2 separate regions of the Hordeum vulgare genome follow, and region 1 is linked to region 2. The links are chromatin contacts, called in public Hi-C maps. All regions are on one chromosome and are shown on one strand. The core of a region is the stretch at or near the end of the contact, and the rest is flanking DNA. Distances in the headings are between cores, read along the strand shown. Region 1 overlaps LOC123443596 (chaperone protein dnaJ 15). Region 2 overlaps LOC123443593 (metal transporter Nramp4-like).

Evidence for each region. Hi-C and Micro-C count contacts between places; a contact is called where the count stands out from the background.
Region 1: a Hi-C map of seedling shows a contact between it and region 2, with 2.7 times the contacts expected there. The contact joins two enhancer-like sites. A contact is called at or near these places in 2 of 6 Hi-C or Micro-C datasets (leaf and seedling) and 1 of 1 datasets of contacts at active chromatin or transcription factors (embryo).

Annotation. Positions count from the first base shown.
Region 1 is chr3H:239,900,317-239,907,557 of MorexV3_pseudomolecules_assembly, forward strand. LOC123443596 (chaperone protein dnaJ 15) reads right to left here. Exons shown (of 12, transcript XM_045120043.1): 12 at 3,477-3,863. The coding sequence ends at 3,645. Among protein-coding and RNA genes, the nearest start is that of LOC123443596, 34 kb to the right of the region's middle. Within about 2 kb of position 2,020, at least 3 of the 3 cell types and tissues checked have open chromatin away from gene starts, as enhancers often do. A contact at or near this core is called in leaf and seedling, where this site is marked.
Region 2 is chr3H:239,414,290-239,420,896 of MorexV3_pseudomolecules_assembly, forward strand. All of the region lies in intron 5 of LOC123443593 (metal transporter Nramp4-like), which reads right to left. It overlaps LOC123443595 (a long non-coding RNA gene), which reads left to right. Exons shown (of 2, transcript XR_006630743.1): 1 at 1-1,011; 2 at 1,098-2,996. Among protein-coding and RNA genes, the nearest start is that of LOC123443595, 11 kb to the left of the region's middle. Within about 2 kb of position 1,457, at least 3 of the 3 cell types and tissues checked have open chromatin away from gene starts, as enhancers often do. A contact at or near this core is called in leaf and seedling, where this site is marked.

The DNA of each region.
Region 1 (7,241 bases), core at 770-3,269, 490 kb after region 2:
GCGAAGAAGACTACCAAGTTCCTCACACTCCTGATGACAGGGGGAATTCTAATTCATCTCAACATCGAATTTTTGAAAAATACTATATTCTTTTAGTTAAATTTGATAAATAATACACAGTTCGAATTATTTACAGAAATAATACATCATCGGCCGCGGCATGGCCGATGGGCTCCTGTCGGTCGAGGCATAGCCGAATGGAACTACTCTGCCTTGGTGAGGCCGACTGGTCCTACTCGGCCTCGGCAAGGCCGACTGGAAGTGTAAGTGGAACTAACTCGCCCGCAGCAAGGTTAACTGGAACGCATGGGGCTAAGAGCATCTCCAACAACCGCGCTAAACTAGCGACGCGCCGCAAATTAGACCGTTTTAGCACGCGCGCAACGCGGCGGGTGGCTCCAGCGGGCGCGTAAAAACGGCGTGCGCGGCATATGCAGTTCAGCGCGCTGGCCGAAACGCAATCGTGCGCCGCTTATTTGCTGCGCCAGCTCCCGCGCGCTGGACTCTCGCGCGCTCGCTCTCCCACTCCCACCCCCCATGCGGCCACGCCGCCGCCGCCGCCCGCGCCCCTTGGCGACCGTTCAGGCGCTTCTCCGGCCTATCCCCGCGCCGCCGCCGTCGCCCGCGCCCCCCGGCGACCATTCAGGCGCTTCCCCGGCCTATCCCCGCCGCCGCCGCCTGCGCCCCCCGGCGGCCGTTCAGGCGCTTCCCCGGCCTATCCCTGCGCCGCCGCGCTTCCGCCCCACTCCCTCCTAGTCCCGCCGGCCCTCGCATTATTTGTTGTACCGAACGATAAACTATTTGTTTGAGTTGTAATGACTATTTATTGTTCATTTATTTTGTGTGTTTGATCATTTTTGCTCCTATTTTTTGAAATGTATGTGTGGTTTGTGCGTGCTGCGCGCGCTGTATTTTTGTACGCTGCTAGAGCAGCGCGCGCTGCATTATAGCGCGGTCGTTGGAGCCAGCGCTGGCGGCCGCGCTAAACCAGCCGAAGCGCGCGCGGCAAACAGGTTTTTTACGCGCGGCGCGACTGTTGGAGATGTTCTAATGGATGTGCGCGGCGTGGCTGATGGAGATATGTGCGCGTGACTTCTTCTCTCTGGACGTGCCTCTCCCGCTGCCTGTTCGCCTCTTGATGCATTTGATCGATCTTTTTGACGCACACTCCTGCAAAAGAAAACAACTTGTGCGTGAGGTCAAAGCATTCATCGAACAAGAGACTTCTGGCTGTCTTGGACGTATCAATTTGTGTCTTATTTTTGGCTAAATACGCCGTCGGCCAGGTTGCCGGTATACGGGTACTCTAAGAGATACGTATACGGTATGCTACCTTGCATGCATATCATAGATGTGGATTTGGCCTTCCAAATTGTAAACCTGCATGTGTTTGTAAGACTATACCTTATACTAGTAGTATGTAGTGCAAGTATAGGCTAGGTAGTACATGCATGAACTCACGTGCATACAGCCATGCAATCAATCAATCCATGTCGTCTTGCTGAACAGCCCGCCCGCCTCCTGATCTCTTTTTCTCTCCTCGTCCTTCGTGCGTGAGTTGTGTGCGTGGGCTTTGTCCGCCGGTTGCGTTAGTTGGATGTGTCTGCGTAATGGCCGGGACGTGGTGGCTGGATGTGGTGCGGCGTGCGATGAGTTCAAGCCGGGATTTGTAGCGTGATGTCCAGTCGGCTACGTTGCTGCCAACAGGAATCTATCGGCTAAGCTGCGGCCGAATAGGCCCAGTCGGCTACACCGCGGCCGATAGGGACCTATCGGCTAACCTGCGACCGAAGGTGTACTATTTTCGTAAAAAATTCAAACTGCATATTATTTATCAAATTTAATTTAAAAAATATATTATTAAAAAAAAATAGCTACAAGGGGAGCAAGATCTGCACTTACACTTGTAGGAGACAAGCCGGGGCAGGGCGCAGCCGCACGGGACAGGGACACACGCAGCTCACAGGGAAGGAGAGGCGGGATCCCCATCCAGGGCTGGGCTTCGGCCGGCGAGTCAACGACCGGCAAGGGCAGCGACCGGGGTTTGCGAGGCACGAGAGCGTCAGGACGAGGCGGTTGTCCCCTGGCTTGATGTGGAACAAGGACGTGATTGTGGGTTGTGTCTGCGTTGGTCCTGGCCCCTGGGTCAACAGGTAACTATTATTGGGACTTTTTTTTTCTCTGGCCCAGTTAATGATCCATAGGTATATAGGCTGCTCCGAATTTCCAGGGTGGGCCGTCCACCCTGTAGCTCCGCCCGTGGAAGCAATGGCACAGAAGATTGTTGGGTGAGCTGAACCGATGGCGGAATCATAGGCGGGGAGTACGGACAGCTAGAGTTGAGGAGAATAATTCTTCCCTTGATCGTACTGAGAGGTTCCTAAGGGCATCTCTAGCGGATTCCCTATATAACCGAGCGCCCTGGAGAATAGGCACCCAAGTCGTGATCACGAAGATCCTAAAGACTACTCCCTTCGTTCTAAAATTCTTGTCTTAGACATACATTCATATCTAGACAAGTTTGGGACGAAGGGAGTACCACACAACTACAGAAACTGTGCAACGTTCCAACACAGTTTAACATAACGAAAACATTTACTTTAAACCGGCTGATCTTTTCCTTAAGTAAACCTCCTTCACTAGACGAGTGTCCTCTGGGGGGCCTGTCCACATTCTCCCCAACCTTATCTTCCTTTGAGCCACATGCTCTTGTTTTATTCTTTTTTCTCCCCTTTCCTCATGTCGGCTAGCCATGGGGCCGAGCTCAACACGAACCACCATACATCCCACACACGGCTGGCCACACTGCGATCAAGCTTCAACCCGCAATTGTCAACGCTACTTCTAAGCACCGACTGTTGCCTTCCGTGGTTGTGGTGAAGCATGGAGCCGCGGTTGAGAGGAGAGGAGACGTTAATGTAACCGCATCATGTTGTGACAACGATGCACGTCAATGACAGAGCTGCAACGCATCATCCATGGGGCGCTCGCCTGCGACAGAGCTGCAACGCGGCATTGATGGTGCTTCAACATAGCATCCATGGGGCCGCTCGCCAGCGAAGAAGCTTCAACGCAGTATCCATGGCGCTGCTCGCCACCGACAAAGCTGCAACACAGCAACTGCTCGCCAGCGATAGAGCTGCAACTGCAACGCGGCAGCGACGATGGTGCTACAACACAGCATCCATGACGCTGCTCACTGACTGACGAAGCTTCAACGCATCACCCATGCTGCTGCTCGCCGCTGACAGAGCTGGAACTCAGCATCCATGGTGTTGCTCCCCGACGATACAACTGCAACGGTGTGGTGCTGTCCATAGATGCCACGGGCAGTGGAGGTAGAAGATGTTGGGGGGAGATTGATGCGGTGATTGAAAGAGGAATCAAGTTGATTTGTAGCAAGCGCCTTAACATAATATGCTCTCCCAGGATGATTAACAATGGGAATAGAGAAAGGAAACTGTGACACCAGGCAATCGTACCTCAAGTGGAGGAAGAAGAATTGTTAATGAATAGTACACGATTGTACTCAAAACTGCTATGCTAGAAATGAAAAACAACGCCAAGTGTACACAAATACAATTGAGCTTCCGTAATGTACAACGGTGGATGTGCCGATGCTGACATTGATGAAAATAAACTGCTCAGGCTCTCCTGTCAGATCTATTAAGATTTAGATTAAACCACTTCTTTTTAGTCGATTTTTCCCTGCCATCTATGTTACCGTTCTCGGGACTCTCAGTTTTGTTCTGCTCAACTGGATATCTACTGCTGCTGCTACCAGCTCCAAGTGAGCTCGTGATAGTTCGTTCGGTCGTGAATGAAGAATGGATGTCATCCCTTTCTCTCAACATATCATCAACCTGCAGAGATCACAGATCTTTAGCAACAATGTATATCAAATGTTCGTACTGAATGTCACAATAAATTATTTTCTGTATTCAGGATCAACTCTCGTAATTATAACAGCACACATGTGACTATTTGTTTTGATTCCGATCATACGCCTCCCATGTCGCTCTCCTCGCCAACAAAACCTCATTATCTTGTTACTCCCCCCTTGAGGGAGTCGTCGGCCAGCCAATGGTGGCCGTGGGGTCTCTCCAGCGCTTATCCCCAGTTCACATATGTTGTTTCTTGCCCGGCCCTGCCGGCCCCTGCAGCTCTCCGGGTTCCTCTGCGCCATAAACCCATCGTGTAGCCGTGTTTGCTTTTTTTTAGAAAAGGAGGCTGAGCCCCGGCCTCTGCATCGAGAGATGCGTGTTTGCTGGGTGCCTCTTTGGCCTTGGGGCTGCGTGGTCTATGGTCATCTGATTTTCTAACGGGTGGGGCGCACTGGCTGTGGTCCAGGCCGGCTCAGATCTGGCATCTCCAGGTCTAGATCAGGTTACTCTCCATGCCAGCATGGGTTGCTGTTGTCATGCCGGTCGTCTCCTTGTAGTGGTGGGCATGCAGCTTGGTCAAAGGTCGTTTGTGGCGCCGCGTGACTTGGTCAAAGGTCGTTTGCTCTGCCACCTTGTGTGGCTGTTGGTCATCGGAGGATCCGCCTGTGGCTGCGCTTACAGGGTGCTCTGATTGGCTTGCCTGATGTTGTGCAAAGTGTTGATCGATCTTCTCTTGGGGCGGGCAGTGTTCATGTCCGCTGTGCTCATGCAATTACGGTCATGCCCTATCTCATACATGTCTTCCCTTGGTGCTTCGTGCTTGCCCGCCTGCAACATCGCATCCACCAAAATCTACACATGGTGATGGCAACTCTAGATCGCATCTACAGAGCCTAATTTAGCGACTTCCACGGGTGGTGCTGGCCGCTCTTCTCCCAGTGATGCTACGTTGACCACTTCCGTTGTGTCCTTCAATGAGCAGGAGATTGCACGACTTACACCTGCTTACTACTTAGGTTCTATATCGCTAGGTGCTTCTACCTTCACCTGTTCAATTGAGCCCCTCACTAAGCTAGAGATTGAGCGACTTACGTGCCTACTTGTTGCTTCCCGTTCTCCATCGATAGGTTCTGTTACTGAATCTTCCGGCACCGAGAGACCACATTCTACACAGCCAGGTACATCCCAACATCTCCGTGCATTCTGGACACGAGACCATCCTTTCATATGACTTGTGATTCATCCACTTTGTCCTTCATTCGACCTCTCGTTTCTCCTATTAATGTTGGTACTCCCCTTCCAATCGATAGTGGAGGCACTCTTAGCATTTTGTCTTTTCATGTTCCTTCCATTGTTCATGTTCCTCAACTTTCTAGGCAGCTCCTTCCTGGTGTCACATTATCGACTCTGCCAGATTATCGACTCTGGTTGTCGGGTAAGTCTCGGCTTTTGACACTGTTCCACTATGGATTGTTGCACAGAAGCTCTGCGTGGTTCTGCCCCCCTCCCCGCGCACGCCTCTTGGTCCTTGATCAGCTTCACCTACCCCCCACCCCCAAAAAAAATCGCCACCAAACTTTCCACCTCTCTTACCGCACTAAGTGGCTCTTAGCAGAGGCATCAGAGCATCTCCAACAGATGCGCTAAATAAGCCACTCACTGAAAACAACGGTCATATAGCATGCTGCCGAAAGTAGCGCTCCAGCAGCCGCGCGGTAAACAGGCGCCAACGCACTGGGAAAAACTGCATCTTGTGCGGCTTATTTGGTGCGCCCGCTCCAGCGCGCGGGACAAGCGAACATTTGCGCGCGAGCGACCAACCGTCGCCTGAAACCTCTGGTCAAGCCGGCCTTCGCCCCGCGCCTCCAACAACAACCAAGCCTTTCAGTCACAAACAAGTTGGGGTAGGCTAGAGTTGAAACCCATAAGATCTCGAAGCCAAGTCATGGCTCTGGAACGTGGATAGCTAACTTCCACGCACCCCTGTCCATGGCTAAGTCTTTGTCGATATTCCAAACCTTTAGGTCTCCCTTAACGGACTCCTCCCATGTCAAGTTTAGTCTACCACTACCCCCCTTAACATTCTCAGCACGCTTTATCCGTCCGCTATGCACCGGCGCTTCCGGTGGCCTCCGTTGAATATGTCCAAACCATCTGAGACAATGCTGGACCAGCTTCTCTTTAATCGGTGCTACCCAAGTCTCTCTCGTATATCGTCATTCCGTACCCGATCCTTCCTTGTGTGGCCACATGTCCATCTCAACATGCGCATCTCTGCTACACCTAACTATTGGATATGTCGTCTCTTTGTTGGCCAACACTCCGCGCCATCCAACATCGCAGGTCGGATAGCTGTCCTATAAAACCTACCTTTTAGCTTTTGTGGCACTCTCTTGTCACAGAGTACGCCAGAAGCTTGGCGCCACTTCATCCACCCAGCCTTGATTCAGTGGCCCACGTCTTCATCGATATCGCCATCCTTCTGCAACATGGACCCCAAATATCGAAACGTGTCTCTCTCCGGTACCACCTGCCCACCAAGGCTAACCTCTCCATCCTCGTGCCTAGTAGCACTAAAACTGCACCTCATGTATTCAGTTTTAGTTCTACTAAGCCTAAAACCTTTCGATTCTAGAGTCCGCCTCCATAACTCTAACTTTCTATTAACCCCCGTTCGGCTATCATCGACTAGCACCACATCATCCGCAAAGAGCATACACCATGGGATATCTCCTTGTATATCCCTTGTGACCTCATCCATCACCAAATCAAAAAGATAAGGGCTCAAAGCTGACCCTTGGTGTAGCCCTATTCTAATCGGAAAGTCATCTGTGTCGCCATCACTTGTTCGAACACTTGTCACAACATTATCATACATATCCTTGATGAGGGTAATGTACTTTATTGGGACTTTGTGTTTCTCCAAGGCCCGCCACATGACATTCCAAGGTATCTTATCATAGGCCTTCTCCAAATCAATGAAAACCATATGAAGGTCCTTCTTTTGCTCCCTGTATCTCTCCATCAGCTGTCGTACCAAAAAGATGGCTTCCATGGTAGACCTCCCAGGCATGAAACCAAATTGGTTTTTGGTCACGCTTGTCAACCTTCTTAAGCGGTGTTCAATGACTCTCTCCCATAGCTTCATAGTATGGCTCATCAGCTTGATTCCGCGGTAATTAGTACAACTTTGAACATCCCCCTTGTTCTTAAAGATTGGTACTAAAATACTCCGCCTCCATTCTTCGGGAATCTTGTTTGACCGAAAAATGAGGTTGAAAAGCTTAGTTAGCCATACTATCGCTATGTCTCCAAGGCCTCTCCACACCTCGATGGGGATACCATCAGGACCCATCG
Region 2 (6,607 bases), core at 207-2,706:
ATGTGGATCTTGTCTTCCTTTGGCGCTCCAGGGCGCCTACTCCGCCACCAGCCCCCGCTCCCCACCAGAAGGGGATGTGGATCTTGTCTTCCTTCGGCTGGGGGGAAGAGGATGACGAGTGAGTGCTTGCCCTTTCGATCCTTGATTCATCTTTGCTTGTTTTTTCGTTGAATCATGTTGTTGTTGTTGTTGTTGTTCCTGCAGGGACGAGGAGCCCTTGGTTTAGTGGCCGGACAAGAGGGCGAAACCTGCATCCACCGCGAGGAAGGCGACAAGCTCAGTGCCAGGACGGGAGGTCTTCGCATCTGGACGGATGTGCGCAGGGCGGTGGCGCCGTTGGGCGCCGTGGTGGCGTTGACGGATGTTTGGACTGGCATGGAAGATGCGGATCTCTTTCTTGAAGATGGGTCAGTGGTTCGATGATGATGACGGCTTGTAAAACGTATGCGTGAGGTGTGCGTTTTAGGTGTGCTGCATCGGCTGTTGCTTCCAATACGTTATGCGGATGGATTAGCGACAACACCGGTCTTAGATATGTGGAGTGAGAGCACTCCACATTATCGAGTTTGTAGGTGTGAGTGGTGGCTTTGGGTGAATTGATGTATACTCCTGTTAGTCCTTTGTGGAATAATTAATAAAGATGGCTGCATGCATCGATTGATGGAGAGGCCGGAGGTTTAACCTCCTTTTCCAAAAAAAGAAAAAAAGGACGGGAGGTCATAGATCTCAGTCCATCGACGAGCCCCTGGCGCGAGGCTACGCCTCCGCATCCGTCGATGAATGTAGGCGCGCACGCCAACGACGCCGCCTCCATCCCACCGCAGGTGGAGTCCGAGCGCCCGGAGGCAGCTCACGTACGCTCGACCCCGGAGGGGAGCTCTCCGGCAAGGGCTTCTACCGATGAGCCTGTCCGCACTTAGGGCATGCTGGCAGACGATGTCGCCGGTGGCCAAGTGAACGCAACAAATCTTGCTGGGGGAGAGGATGCCCCTCCTCAAAAAGAACCCACGAGTAAGTCCCTTATTGCTGAAATCTTTGTTTCTGCATTTTTCTTTTTGTCTTCTTGAAATTCCTTGATCCCAATCTCTTTGCTGCAGATCTGCCTCCGCCTGAGGGCACGGGCGCTGGCCCCAGTGTGGAGGAGGTTGCCAAGGAGGCCACCGACGAGGCGAGTCGGATTGCTGCTGAAGAGGAGGCAGATCGCAGCGACACCAAGGCAGTCGGCAAGGAACCTGCTGCGATGCCGTGTGTGGAAGTGTTGACGGACTCCGAGAGCAATTCCGCTTCAGGACCGCTTGGGGCGGGTGCGTTCATCATGACCGGGGCTGCCAGCGGAACAGCCGCTGGGCCGTCAACGTCAAAAGCGCCACCACGAAGCCGATACATTAGGGTGGGAGACTTGTAGTCTGTCACCTTCCCTGGAAGTTCTCAAGGCCATCGACGACACTATTGCCACCGCCGGAGGGGAGGTGAGAGTCAACCCTCGTGGTGGAAATGACGAGGCCAAGGAGCACGCGCCATCCTGTCTTCCCTGGGCGAGGGCTTACGACAGCTGTAGGCGCACTATGCCAACTTCTCGTAGAAGTTGGACCGTGGAGAAGCCCTCCTCGCCACGGCGGAAGAAAGTTTCCAAGAGCGCCTCGCCGACTCGCAAGACTGGTTCGTCGAGAAGCGCAAGGAGTTCACCGAGGACCGAGAGTACCTCGCTAAGGATCGAGTCGCCTTCATAAAGTGGAAGGCCGAGGGCCCGAGGCGGAGAAGATCCTAAGGCCTTGTTCGGTTGCTTTAAAATTGGAGAGGTTTGGAGCGGATTGAAAGGGATTAAATCCCTTACAAGTCAAATTTCATGTCAATTCCCTTCAATCCCTTCCAATCCCGTTCTTGATGGGATTGATTGACATGAAATTTAACTTGTAGAGGATTTAATTCCTTTCAATCCGCTTGAAACCCCTCCAATTTTAAAGCAACCGAACAAGGAGGACGAGGACTCCTTTGCCAAGTCTGAGGCTGAGTAGATCACGCGCAAGGTCCAACTTGAAGCCCATGAAGAGGAACTTGCCGCCCGGGAGGTGGCCCTGAAGGTTGGACCTGAGAGCCGGATCCGGGAGCTAGAACTGCAGCACGAGGGCGCCCTCGAGGAACAAGCAGTGGAGCACACCGGCAAACTCAAGGAGGCCCGCCGAAGCTGCTCAATCTGCCAAGGTCGAACTGGAAGGCAAGGTACATCCGCTGGAACTGGACCTCGCTGCCTCCAAACAGGAGATCTTGAAGCTTAAGGATGATACCCAGAAGGGCACTCCGGCCTTGGCAGACCTGCAAGCGGGACTCACCGACAAGGCCAAGGAGCTGGAGGTTGCCGCGACCACCAATGCTGGCCTGAGCGCGAGGAGCACCCATGAAGGCATCCTGGAGGCCACCCAGAGTAGGGAGCGCAGTTTGCTTGAAGAACTCCAGAAGGAGAAGGAACTGCTTGATTATGCCACGGACGTCTCCAACAAACTCCAGGAAAGCGTTGGGTTGTGGACGGAGCAGCTAGTGGACATCGTCGGCATGCTTTCCACCCAACTCGTAAAGATGGGCTTGGAGGAGTGCACCTTCTCCAGCGATGCTCGGGAGACGGCGAGCGCACGTCTATCCATCTTCTTTCGACAGTTCGTCGACGTCTTGGCGGAGTATGAAGTGGGGAGGGTTGACGAATTCCTCCATGGCTGCTGTGAGCTGTGTCGCGAGGCCCTCCACAAGGTCCCGGTGAAGGTCTCCTATCACAACCCCGACGTTGATCTGAGCAAAGCCTTCTCCAGATTTCCGAAGGGTTTCGACACCAGTGAACACGACGACCTTGTTGTCCTGATCTTTGATAATGTTGGCTCTGTAACCCTAAACAATTAACCTCCTGTTTCTGCAATGCGTGTACCCAAAACATTTATCGCGGGTTAATGGCACAACTTTGTATGCACTACATTTCGTCTGCTTAGGACAAATGTATATTTCCTTTAGTGCTCAATTTTGTACTTGCTTGTTTGAATCCTTACGCTTGGTGGGTATGCCTACCGGTGTGCACATCGGTAGCGTGAAAGCTTGAGGGCAGACCCTTAGCAATCTGCCGGTGATGCCGCCGTAGGCAAGGCCACCTTGTTATCTTTGTCGCGACTGCTCAGGATGTTGAGAAGACTTGAAACAAACTGGAGCGTGAACAATTCAAACAATGGCCCTTCCCATGCAGGTTTTCTCATACAAGTATAAGTTTTTGTTGGCGGGGAAACAACTCGAATTTTACATCGCACAAAGATTTTACTTAGCTTTTTTTGTTGCTTTCCTTGCCGCAAGATGGTTGTCCCCGCGCTTGTAGGTGTCCATACCATCACTCCCCCAGAAAGACTTGCATGCGGGGGCCTCTTCTCCTCCTTGAGAAAAAAAGAAGAGAAAAATAGAGGAGGCTAGGAATCTTGTCGATCCAATATCCGTCTTGTGCAAGTGGTGAGTGACCACAACATTTTACGCAAAATACACAATATAAATATGTACTTTGACAAGAGGTTGTGGAATATTTAGCTTTATTTACTATGCGCAGGGTCATCGTCTGGCTTTGTACAAAGAATTACATGCTCTGTCTAGAGACTTGTACAGAAGTGGTTGCGGGATGACCCGGCAATCGCGCATTGCGGGTGGGACTCACGAAAACGCCCACTGTTTATGCGTGCTTCACATTTGGGCGTCGCTTCCAGGTTCTAGGCGGATCTTGTCGGCGCTAGAGGTTTGTCCCGCCCGGTAAGGGCTTGGTGGTCTTGTTTCTCTTGCTTCCGGCAGCAAAGGTCTCTAGCACGTCGCCAACGGGCATGTGGCACTCTAGAGTGCGCTTCCCAGAGTCCTCGCCAGAGTTCTTGCCGGGCTTCTTTCTATTTCTCTCCCTCCCAGGAGTTTTCGCCGACAGGAGCGAGTGCCTTGTCGGCGGACGCTGCAACTGCCTCCTGGTATAGCTCGTCGATGCAGAGGATCACGTCCTTGTTTTCAGCGTGGGTGGTGATGATTCTCATCAACCCTCGCATCTTGAGCGTGTTGTAGTCATGATGGGATGCCGCCATGAACTTGGCCAGCGTCGGTCGGCCCAAGGTCCCGTTGTACGACAGGGCATCTTGGCGACGTCGAAGGTGACCCTTTCTGCCCTAAAGTTGAGCCCGTTGCCAAACCTCACCGGCGGAGTTATTTTCGCCTTGGGATGTAGTTTCCCTGGGTTGACCCCCTGGAGGGACCATGTCGGCTTGAGATCCGTGTCGGGAATCTGTAGCCGCTTGATCACGTCGGGCGCGATCAAGTTCACACCGGCCCCACTGTCAACCAACAACTTTGTCACCTTGACATTGCGAATTGTTAGCGAGACCAACAATGGAACACACCCAACGGTAGTGGTGCAGTCGGGGTGATCCTGTGCGTCAAAGATGATGGGAGTGTTGGACCATTTGAGGGGTTTCCTTGCCTCTGCCGCTGGTTCTGCTGCTTTGACTTCATGAGCCCACTACTTGAGCTGCGTGTGGGAGGAGTGCAAAGATGTGCCTCCGTCGACACACATAACATCCATAGTCTTCTGGAACTCCTGGCCATTAGATACTTCTTCGTCCTCATCATCACCTCCTTCATCATCAGATTTCATGTCACAGCCTCGAGCACGTTTCTCTTTCTGTTGCTTAGCCTGGCCATGGTAGTTGCCACGGTTCCTCTTGCCGGATGCACCTGCACCGTCTTGGCCCTTCTCCTTGTCGCACCTTTCGTACTCTTGCTTCTGCTTCTCAGCAAGCTACTCTACTTGGCAGCACTCGATGATATCGTGTCCCTTGGTGAGGTGAATCTTGCAGTATGGCTTGCCGGTCTTCTCTCTTGTTGCGGCCTCATCGTATCCGGAGCAGGCGGCAACATCCTTGCCGGACCCCTCGGACATGGCCTTCTTGCCGGCAGTGGAGTTTCTGGCGCCTTCGACAGCCATGACTACCTTGCCCTTGTGCTTCTTGTTGAACTTCCGGCCCTTCCACTTGGAGGTGGACGCATTGTCGTTTGAGTCAAATTCCGCGCCTGCGTCCTCTTCAGGGAGCCTTCTTCCCTCCTCGGTTTGTGCACATCCGTCAGCTAGAGCGTAGAGCTCGGCGACATCCCGTACCTTGTTGATATCCATATCCTCGCGCATCTAGTGATTGCGTACGTTTGTATGGAACACAACAATCACCACGGCTGGGTGGATGTCCGGGATGTTGTGATGTACACGACCGAATCTCTGGATGTACTTGTGAAGGGTCTCACTGTCTCTTTGTGGGATCACATGCAAATCAATGGGATGCCCCGGGAACTTGTGATCCCCATGGTATGCGCCAATGAATTGGTTGCACAGATACGCCCAGGAGAAAATAGACCCTTCCGGCAAGTTCATTAACCAACTCCTCACGTTGGGCTTGAGCACCATCGGGAAGTAGTTGATGAGCACTTTCTCGTCGCGTCCCCCGGCAGCCTGCAACGCTATAGAGTAGATGCCAAGGAACTTTGATGGGCCGACCTTGATGTCATATTTTCCGGGAAGAGGTGATGTGGATGCGCTCTTCGATGCGGAGTACACGAAGTTCGTCCCCGCCTCCGTCGCTCGTAGCGGCCAGCATAGGCAGCTTGGATGAAGACAGGACAACTGCTGATGCTCCCTTGGCCTTCTTGGGTGCCATGGGAGTTGATGAATATGGTGGGGAAGACATACAATGTTGGAGAAGATTCACACACCAAATCCCCCCTACCTGGCACGCCAAAGATGTAGGGGTGATTTCCCTACGACGATATATGGGACCGGCAAGGCCCCTTTGCTACGGTTCTACGGGGACTATGGGTGCACGAAGAGCATCACTGACGGCTGCATGCATGCTGGTTTAGATAGGTTTGAGCCACTCGGAAGTGTAAAACCCTACGTCCCGTGTTTTGGTGGATTATGTGGGTGTTCACAGTACAGGAGTGCTCGCCCGACAAGGATGCTCGAGGGCAGCAGCTACGCATGTAGAATGAACGGAGAGTCGACCATTCTAAAGGTAGCCCTGGACCTCCTTTATAGTTCAAGGGGTTACCAAAGTGGCTAAAATAGTCTTTTCATGGGAGAATAGTCCATAGATAGCTGCCAAAACTACTGACAGAAGCTACAGTGAGAAATACCTAACTATGATGGACAAAGCCAGACGCATTAAATGCGTGTTAGGTGGCGCGCTGGCAACGTTCGCCGGTAAGGATTGCCTCTCCTTCTGTGTCGTTCGCCCAACTACCTTTTATTTACTTGACATGTCACGGGACGGGTGTCATTAAAGTTGTTGCATGTATCTGACTATTGCTAGAGGCCTCTGACTAGGTTCACCTAACCGCCCGTTCGGTCGACACCTCACTGATGTTAACAACCAACCTGGTGAGGTGGATCTGTTGTCACGTCTTCTTCCTCCCGGCAAGATGGCTTGCGGGGGCCTTGTTTCTGGTCTTCACATGTTGTTGCTTGAAGGTTGATGTTGCCCGGTAGGGTCTTGCCGGCCTGGAGGCTCCGACTACCTGTGTACAAGTGTGGGTACTAAAGCCCCCATATTTTAGTACACCGACATAT